Linked DNA regions of Macaca mulatta: region 2 is linked to region 1. Evidence: chromatin contacts called from public Hi-C data. All regions are on one chromosome and are shown on one strand. The core of a region is the stretch at or near the end of the contact, and the rest is flanking DNA. Distances in the headings are between cores, read along the strand shown.

Region 1 (4,300 bases), core at 570-3,069:
ACTTTCGAAATGTTGTAACATAAGTTATTCCTCCATCCCTCAGTATTAAAATATTCTCCTCCACAATTTGCTATTAATTTCACATTTCAATCTTTCCCATGTAGGCCTTTAATGCATCTGGAGCTCTTCCTTTTAATGTAGTGTTCAATTTTCTCCAGATGGTTAGCCTATTTTCTTTTCCCCATTGATTTGTTGAACGACATTTTATTGTATATTAAGGTTAGAAGTGATGTTGATATTGCTCATCCAGGAAGCACTGTTTGATTAGCAAGATTCTAAACAATGTGAGTTAGCACCTAGTTGAAAGAATTGATAATAATGGATGAGGGTGAATTTAGAATATGAGGGTAATATGTTGTATTATTAAACATATCAATCAAGAAGGAAATAAAAATCATGCTTATTGAAAGTTTTCAGATGACAAAATGGGGATGGTCTTAGTAACTAGAAAAATACACATATAGAAATTACTCTTATACAGCACCAGTTCACAGACACACCTGTAGATTCCCTGAGCTAAATATCTATAATATAGAAACAAACTTTGATTAGGTGATACTGAAAGTTTAAGTACTTAAAAACACCCATCACCAGGCGGCTATTGAACAGCGCCTCGAAGTCCTCCTTAAATAAAAAATGATTTTATTGGCCAGGCGCAGTGGCTCACGCCTATAACGCAGCACTTTTGGAGGCTGATGTGGGCAGATCACCTGAGGTCAGGAGTTTGAGACCAGCCTGGCCAACATGGCAAAACCCCGTCTCTACTAAAAAATGCAAAAATTACCCGATCGTGGTGGTGCACACCTGTAATCCCAGCTACTCAGGAGGCTGAGGCAGGAGAATCGCTTGAACCCAGGAGGTGGAGGTGGCAGTGAGCTGAGATCATGCCACTTCACTCCAGCCTGGGCAACAGAGCAAGACCTTGTCTCCAAAAAACAGAACAAAATAAAATTAAATTAAATAGAGTTTATTGCCTGTTTCCAACAGTTCTCTGCAGGAAAAAAATCCAATGATTATATCCATTTCGTTGCGAATAAGACGGGCACCAGTTTACCTATGTACCTGAGGAAATGCTATGGAAATGGTACTTTTCAATATTATTCATCAGTATATTAACGAATATATGACTGAATAATTCATACTGAACTCAAATCAGTTGGAGATGGGCTATAAATGCAAATTAGCTGAGGATTGAATGTGCGTAGGAGATGTATAGGGGGTTAGAGGACCTTTTAAATTCCCCCAACAGTTGTGGTTTGGGTGGTTCTGTGTCTTTGCTATTCATTTTTAAATAGGTCAATTAAAGGAAAGGCCTGCAGCGTGTGGGGATCAGGAAGAAGGCAGATAAAAAACGGGGAAACTAGTCTGTTATTCAAGAGAACTGGCTTTCGCTTGTGGTTTCTCCTGTTTGGCTTGAACAAATCATTTCACCATCTTGGGCTTCCGTTTCGATACTGGGTGGGGAGGAACGGGTGTTACAAGATCTCTCAGTTGTCTTGCTGCTTTCCTTCTTCGTGAGCCCTCCCCAAGTTGATTTAACAAATTCTCTATAACCTAGAGTCCTAGAGTGTAAATACTACAGTCCAGGTGACCGGTCAGCGGGCCTCCTTGCGCATGCGCTGATGAGGCACCCTCTCGTTAAGGCCGGAATTTTGCCTCTGCTGCGCACGCGCCCCTTTTAAATCCCCCACCTGTCAGAGAGAGGCAGGACTTCCTGTATTTTTTTAGAGCGACTGCCGGAAGTGGCAGCGGACAAATCGGCGTTTGCGGAGGCTCGCATAGATTTGGCTGTCTCCGCTCGTAGCTGCTTTTGGCGCGAAAGATGCCGGGTCTGGTCGACTCAAACCCTGCCCCGCCTGAGCCTCAGGAGAAGAAGCCGCTGAAGCCTTGCTGCGCTTGTCCGGAGACCAAGAAGGCGCGCGATGCGTGGTCAGTGTGCAGCCGGAGAGGGCGCGGCCGACGAGCCTCGGGCCGCGGCCTGTGCCTTCCGGTGCCTCTGCCCTACGCCCTCTGCCCTCTGCCCTTTTCCTTCCCCTCTTACCCCCTCCTCTTCCCTGCCTCCTCCCCCCCTCCTCCCCCTCCCGCCTCCTCTCCCCCACTCCCCGCCTCCTCCCCCCTCTCCCGGCCCGATTGCGGCGCTCTGGAGATAATTACTGGGCCTCGTAGGTTTCCTGGTCGGCTCTCTGTTGACTTATACGGTGGCTTAGTCCCGGGAGCGATGAAGAAAGAGGAGAACCGCTAGCTTCAACCACTCATTCCTTTCTACAAATGTGTTTTGAGTATCTGTTCTGGGTTAAGCACTGCGTTAGGTCCGAAGATGTAGACATGGATAAAGATGGGTCTTGATATAAAGGAGCTTGAAGTTAATGGAGACATATACCAATGACTTGTATACCACGTGGTAAGGGCTATGATAGAAGATTTGTTAAGACCAAACAGGAAAGGTTTTCTGGTAAATTCTAAGGCTTCCTCCCAAAATTTAGAGACAGTAGGACACGGTGCGTTCCTTACATGCTGAAGAGTTCCCCTTCAACCCTTTTAAGGCAACCAAAAGTTGAAAATCAACGTCTATGGCGCAGGGGACAAAGTATTCAGAATAGTTCATCTAGATTGTCAGTCCACAAAAGGTTTGTTCTTATTTTATATATCCTCTTTTGTGGAGCAAATCTCATTAGAGGACGTCCTGAGATAACGTGAATGTGCATCTCTTCGTCTGGCCCCTTTTGTCTTCGCAAATAATATAAGAAAGAAATCATTAGTGCTGTAATGGGATAATAAAAGTGTAGGAGCTCAGTGCTTTTATTAATCCTCAGTATTTTGTGAATAATACTGTGAAGGCAGGATTGAAAGACTGCCGTCTGAACAAATTGTTCCAGTGGTAACAGTAAGTGCTATTGAACCTTGAGTAGTACGACAGCATGATTAAGAGTCTGGGATCCACAGTCAAGGTTTGAATCTTAATCCACTAACTTGGTGACCTTGAGCCTCATGTGTCTATAAAATGACTCTAATAAAAGAAACTCCCTCCAGTATTATTGTAAAGGTTAATGGTACAAGCCATGTCAAGTGCCTAGCACGGTGTACATGGCAATAAATGATCAATGAATGCTAGCTATTATCTTCACAATGATCTCACTCTCCCAGGCAATCTCTCCCATTTGCAGGCAGCTCTTGAGCTATTGAAGGATGGGTAGAGTTTCGATGGAAGGAGAACCTATTCCCTTCTTTAAATTCCTTTTGCCTCGATTGCCTCAGACCACGTGGGTTCTCCCCAAATATCCGTAGTCAGGAGTCAGTTTTTCCTTGTAATTGAGTTTGGCTTAACTTGATTGTTTGCTAAATCACATTTTCAGGCCTTAGAAATAAAGCTGTGTAGTCCTAGTCTTGTCTTTGTGAATTTTACAAGTAAAATGTTCTTTCATCATCACGAGGGGGTGCTCATCTTGGTCTCCTGGCTACCAGATGTTTTTGGTGTTTATGTTTTTAATGTCTTGTAATTAGAAGTAGACTTATTTGGTTGTATTTGAATGTAGGGCAAAATCAGAAAGTTAATTTCTCCGTGATAATAAGCAAAAAATTGATCTGTTTTCTGTGCCCTTCATTTAGCATAAATGTTTTATTCAGTTTATTTCTTTATAGAGCAATGTTACTCCTTGGATATTGACTAGAGGCAATATTTAATATGGGTGATTATTTCTTATCAGATTTACCCCCCAAAATCACTTATCTGTGTAATGTCTTCATAGGCATGGAAATATCATAAGATCAAATAAAAAACAAAGCTGGTTGAGGTAATAGCATTTGTTTTAACTCCAGCTACATTCCATTATACCCATGTTTTGTCTCACTGCCCATCACTGTCATGCATACTTAATAATGTGCTTAATGCCTATTTAGATAACAAGTACATTTTGTTTTATAGTATCATCGAGAAAGGAGAAGAACACTGTGGACATCTAATTGAGGCCCACAAGGAATGTATGAGAGCTCTGGGATTTAAAATATGAAATGGTAAGCTTCTTGCTTCAAATTTGTGTATTGCTTTACAGATTTAGCAACAGTTGGGCTACATTCTCTCTGAAAGGTAGTTCACCTGGTTAATCTAAAATGCTTAAGTATCAATTTGAAAAAACCATGATTTTTCAGTTCCCAGTGAAGGGAGTAAATTGTCAGTAAAGACAGGCATTTAGCAGATTGGGGAAGGGGAGAATTGAGCTTTTAAGAAAGGGTTTGACAACAGTCTTTAGGTCTCATGGCTTTAGGAAAATTGTCTGACTGAAGGAACTAAAAGAAAAATATT
Region 2 (4,300 bases), core at 497-2,996, 80 kb after region 1:
CCTGCCAAGCCCACTTCTCAGAATGGGACCCACAGCTCTCCTAGGCGATACCTCCCACCTTCTCTCCAAGGTGGCTCATGACAGCCCTGCTCCCTCCACTTCCATCAGCCTAGACAACCATTTGCTAATAGTAAAATCGTAAGGGAATGAGCAACTGCAAAAGTCAGACCCTGTGCACCGATGATCTCATTCAGTCCTTACAGCATTCCTATCTGGTAAGGATCATCTCCAACTACAGGTAAAGAAAGCCACTTCCTCAAGGTCACATAGCTACAAAGAAACAGAGCCAGGATTCCAGTCAGGGTTAGCCTGACCCAGACAGAGCCTACTTCCCATCAGCTCAACCCATTGCCTCCTCTAAGCAGCAATGCAGCAACATTCACTGGACATCTGTGGTATACAGAGCACAGCACTAAGTATGCTAAAAGAGACAGAAACCTCAAATCCTCGCCTTTTAGGAACAAATAATTGAGGTAGGAGAAAGCACATACAGAGCTCAACAGCACCTCTGAGAAACCACCCATGAGTGCAAGGAGAGCATGCAGTCACCTAAGTGGAACTTTGTAGCAGGGAGGGGTGTCGAGCAGAAAAATAATGAATACAAGGGAGATAGGAATACAGAAGCCCCCTTGGAAGATGCAAAGAACAGAAATCAATCCAAAGGTGATGTGAGCAACTCCAGGCAGAAGCAATGACATATTCTAGAGCCAGGGAATGAGAATTAAATGTCCGGCAGAGAAGAAAGAAAAGCAGCCTGCTGTTGGGAGCAGAGGGAGGGGATTTTTCTAAGGGTGAGGTCACCACCAGAGTGAGAAGAAGTCTCCTGAGAACTTCTGAGAACCCAAAGCAGGGCAGGTTAATTTGCTATGTTAGGCAAGTGGGATCAGTGCGTCAGTTCTTTACTGGGGAAAGATAAATGCAAATTGGCATCTGAGGGAAGTTTTCCTAGGGGCATCTGGGGTTAGCAGGGACTAGTTTCCATCACCCAGCTGGGATGACGAACCACTTGAGTTAGGTTGCCGGATTAGAAAGGACATCTAACAATCTCAGTGACAAAATCATTATTAGTTTGGAAAACCTACATTTTAAAATTAAATATATCTTAGAATGGTGGATATTTATGGGATGAAAAATGAATATCTTAGAATTAACCAAATTTTATTTTCTTACAGTGAGTCCTGGCTTGTGCAAGGTGAAAGGGGTTTTTTATGTGGGTTTTAGAAAAAATGAGTCGGATAACCAGGGAAAGTTCAGGTTCTGTGACCTGTTTACCATCATTCTGATTATGATAAAAGGGTTTTTTTTCCCCCCCTACTCTTTTAAATTCACCTCAGAAGAGGCAAAAGGCTTTTAGGGGACCTTCCAAAAGTTGGTATTGCATAAGTAGTTGGAGATATATGATCATTGGCTGAAATAAGTTCCTCCCAAGGCCTGAGCCCTGGCTTACCTGAACTTCCAACGCTGAGCCACAAAAGTAGGCCCCCCACCCAGAAGCAGCTCTTCCAGGGACCTGGGGGCATTGCTGAGCTGGAAATCTCAGAGCTGGTATGGAGTAATTCCCTAAAGCCAAAGAGATCACATAACCCAGCCTCTCAGAAAACACCCACGTGGATTTCACTAATCATTAACTAGCCTCATGACCTGAAAAGGAAAAATAAATTCTTCCTTATTTATTTAAATGCCAGAGTTTTCGGTTTCTTCTTCTCAATGAAAATAAATACACTTTCTTTTTTGTTAACCAGAGTGCATTGAAACACACTGTCCTTCCTCTTTGAGCCAAACATGATCAGGAAACTATTTCCTGCACCTCTCCCACTTCCCATGATAGGATGTTACTAATAACCAAGGCAGAAGTCCTTCATCTCTGGGTGACCAGAAACCCCTCATCGTGTTGGAATTATCTGTGGACATGTGTGTCTCCCTAGAAGATTCTGAGTGACTTGAAAGCAAAGGCTTTCTCTTTTCATTTTTTAATCCGCAGTGCCTAGCACAGGACTGAAATAATAATATATTTTAAGTGTCCATTTAATGGACAGAAGGGAAGAAGATAAAGTTTCCCTCTGGAGAGTACTATCATTTTGTAGAATCTTGGGGCTAGAAGTCAAGTCCAGCTTTGGAGATGTTCAACTTCCTGAATTCACAAAGAAACTGAATATTAGAAAAGAAAATGACCTATAGAGATCACATTGGTGGAAGTGGCAGAGCCGGGCCTGGAACCAAGGTGGTTCCAGCACCATATGGCCTCTCCACCCAAAGGAGTGGCAGAAACCACAGAACTATTTCTAGGCACGTCAGTGGGGCTGGGGCGGAGGGCGGGGCACTTGTCTGCCATTCCCTAAATCATAACACATTGCTGTTAGGCAGACAGCCCACCAGCAGGGCCAGGATCATCTTTTCTGAACAATAACTCTCTGAGGTGAGTATTAATAACTACTGTATTAAGTACAAATTACTTAACTGTGATAATTACACAGTTAATAATCACAGATAAGTACAAATTACTTCTCTGTGACAGAAGTTAAGTAATGTGTATTAAGTACAAACATTTGTGTTTTACACAGCTGGTAGGGCACAGAGAATTTAAGTCATTTGCCTGAGATCATGCAGAGCTGTGATTTAAAGCAGGATGAGCCAGCCTCAGAATCCATGGTCTGAGCAATGATACTGTACAGCAACAACTCCTGAAGAGGCACTGGGACCATGCCATCATGGCTGAACACAGGATACGATTATTTTGGAGGGGCTAGCCCTTACTTCCCCTTGTGCGCACGATCTCACTGCTCAAGTGTTGCTGCAACCAGGAAGGAGTGTGGCAATAAGTAGGGCACAGCAGAGGTCACTACTGAAAGCAGTCTTGATGTTAGAGATGAAGCCGAGTGTATGAGTTCAGGTCCTCGGAGAAGAAGATGCCAAGATAAGACAAGATATACAAGAGATTTATCGGACTAACACCTGTAAAGAATAAAAGGTGCTAGAGAAGGCAGGAAGAGCCTTTAGGTTGTGGTGCACATCTGACACCTGTGAAAGAGAACGGGCAGGAAACAGAGGATTACATAGGAAGAATCTCGTGCTGCAGCACAGTTTCTAGAATATTCTGATCAGGCCAATGGGGACTCCTCAGGCCAAAGTCTTTTGTGACAGCAGATCTGTGTTTTGTAGAAATGAGCCTGCATTAGCAGCCACATCCTGCTTAGTCATTAGCTGGGGTCAACCTCCCCACAAAGACAGAGGTAGATTCAGAAGGCAGCAGCTGGAGCTGTCAGTCAATCATTTTCCTACAGCAGGAGACCTGAGGGCTGTTTTCCTGGCCGCCCACACCGTGGCCAGAGATAGTTAATCCCGGGTGCCCTTGTGCCTGGCATGAACACAGCTGACACTGAGAGAGCACTTTCACTTTCTTTCACATCCAACATCTAGCACAGTGCTCTCCGAGCGGGGTCAGAGTGGTCCCTTCCAGAACCACCTGCCTCACAACCATCCAATTGACTTGGGACAGACTGCTGGACCCACTCCAGACACACAGAATGAGAATCTTTGGAACAGGGCCCAGGACTCTGCAGCTCCAGCAGGCTCCTCGGGTGATTGCTAGAACCGCTAGCCCTCTGTTAATACTTACAACAGCCATGTCCATTTCACCAGTGGAGAAACTGAAGCTCAGATAGGCCAGGGGCCTAGGGACACTGCTTGAGAGGGCCAAGGCGAAACAAGATATGCAAGAGTTTTACTGGACTAAACCTCGTCCTTCTGAAAAGTGAGATTACATGTTTTAGAAGGTGAGGATGAGACCCTTCTACCTGGAGACACTGAGAGAGCCACAGTTCAAATTCAGTGTATGCTGTCTGTCTCCCCCAAGGAGAACGTCAGCTTCAGAAGGGCAGAGTCCTGGCCTGTTTTGCTCACTGAGATATCCCAGTACCTAACACAGTACTTGCTACACAGTCAGTGGTCAATAAATATTTGCTAGGGGAAGGCATTGTTCAACTGGTAGGGTGTGCTGGTCAGTCCCCACCCCTCTTTTAGAGAGGGGGTCCTACTCACCCATTTTAAAGTGGAGTCAGATGGTTCTACTTGCCTAGGATCCAGGTACACAAGGAGCAAGTGACCAGGGAATCAATGTTCAAAATTCTGAAATGCAGTGGTGTGATAATGGCTCACCACAGCCTCAACCTCTTGAGCTCAAGCAGTCCTCCTGCCTTGGACTCCTGAGTAGCTGATACTACAGGTGCACACTACCACACCCAGCTAATTTTATTTATTTATTTATTTGTTTGTTTGTTTGTTTTTGAGACAGGGTCTTGCT

What was found. A called contact is a pair of places that touch in the nucleus more often than the background predicts.
Region 2: a contact with region 1 is called in a Hi-C map of blood, with 2.8 times the contacts expected there. The contact joins the promoter of PLA1A here to the promoter of COX17 in region 1. A contact is called at or near these places in 2 of 14 Hi-C or Micro-C datasets (blood and liver).

What each region holds. Positions count from the first base shown.
Region 1 is chr2:164,040,595-164,044,894 of T2T-MMU8v2.0, forward strand. COX17 (cytochrome c oxidase copper chaperone COX17) reads left to right here and starts at 1,820. Exons shown (of 3, transcript NM_001267539.1): 1 at 1,820-1,929; 2 at 3,923-4,011. The coding sequence starts at 1,823. The coding sequence ends at 4,007.
Region 2 is chr2:164,120,455-164,124,754 of T2T-MMU8v2.0, forward strand. PLA1A (phospholipase A1 member A) reads right to left here and starts at 1,747. Exons shown (of 11, transcript XM_015129959.3): 1 at 1,448-1,747. The coding sequence starts at 1,520.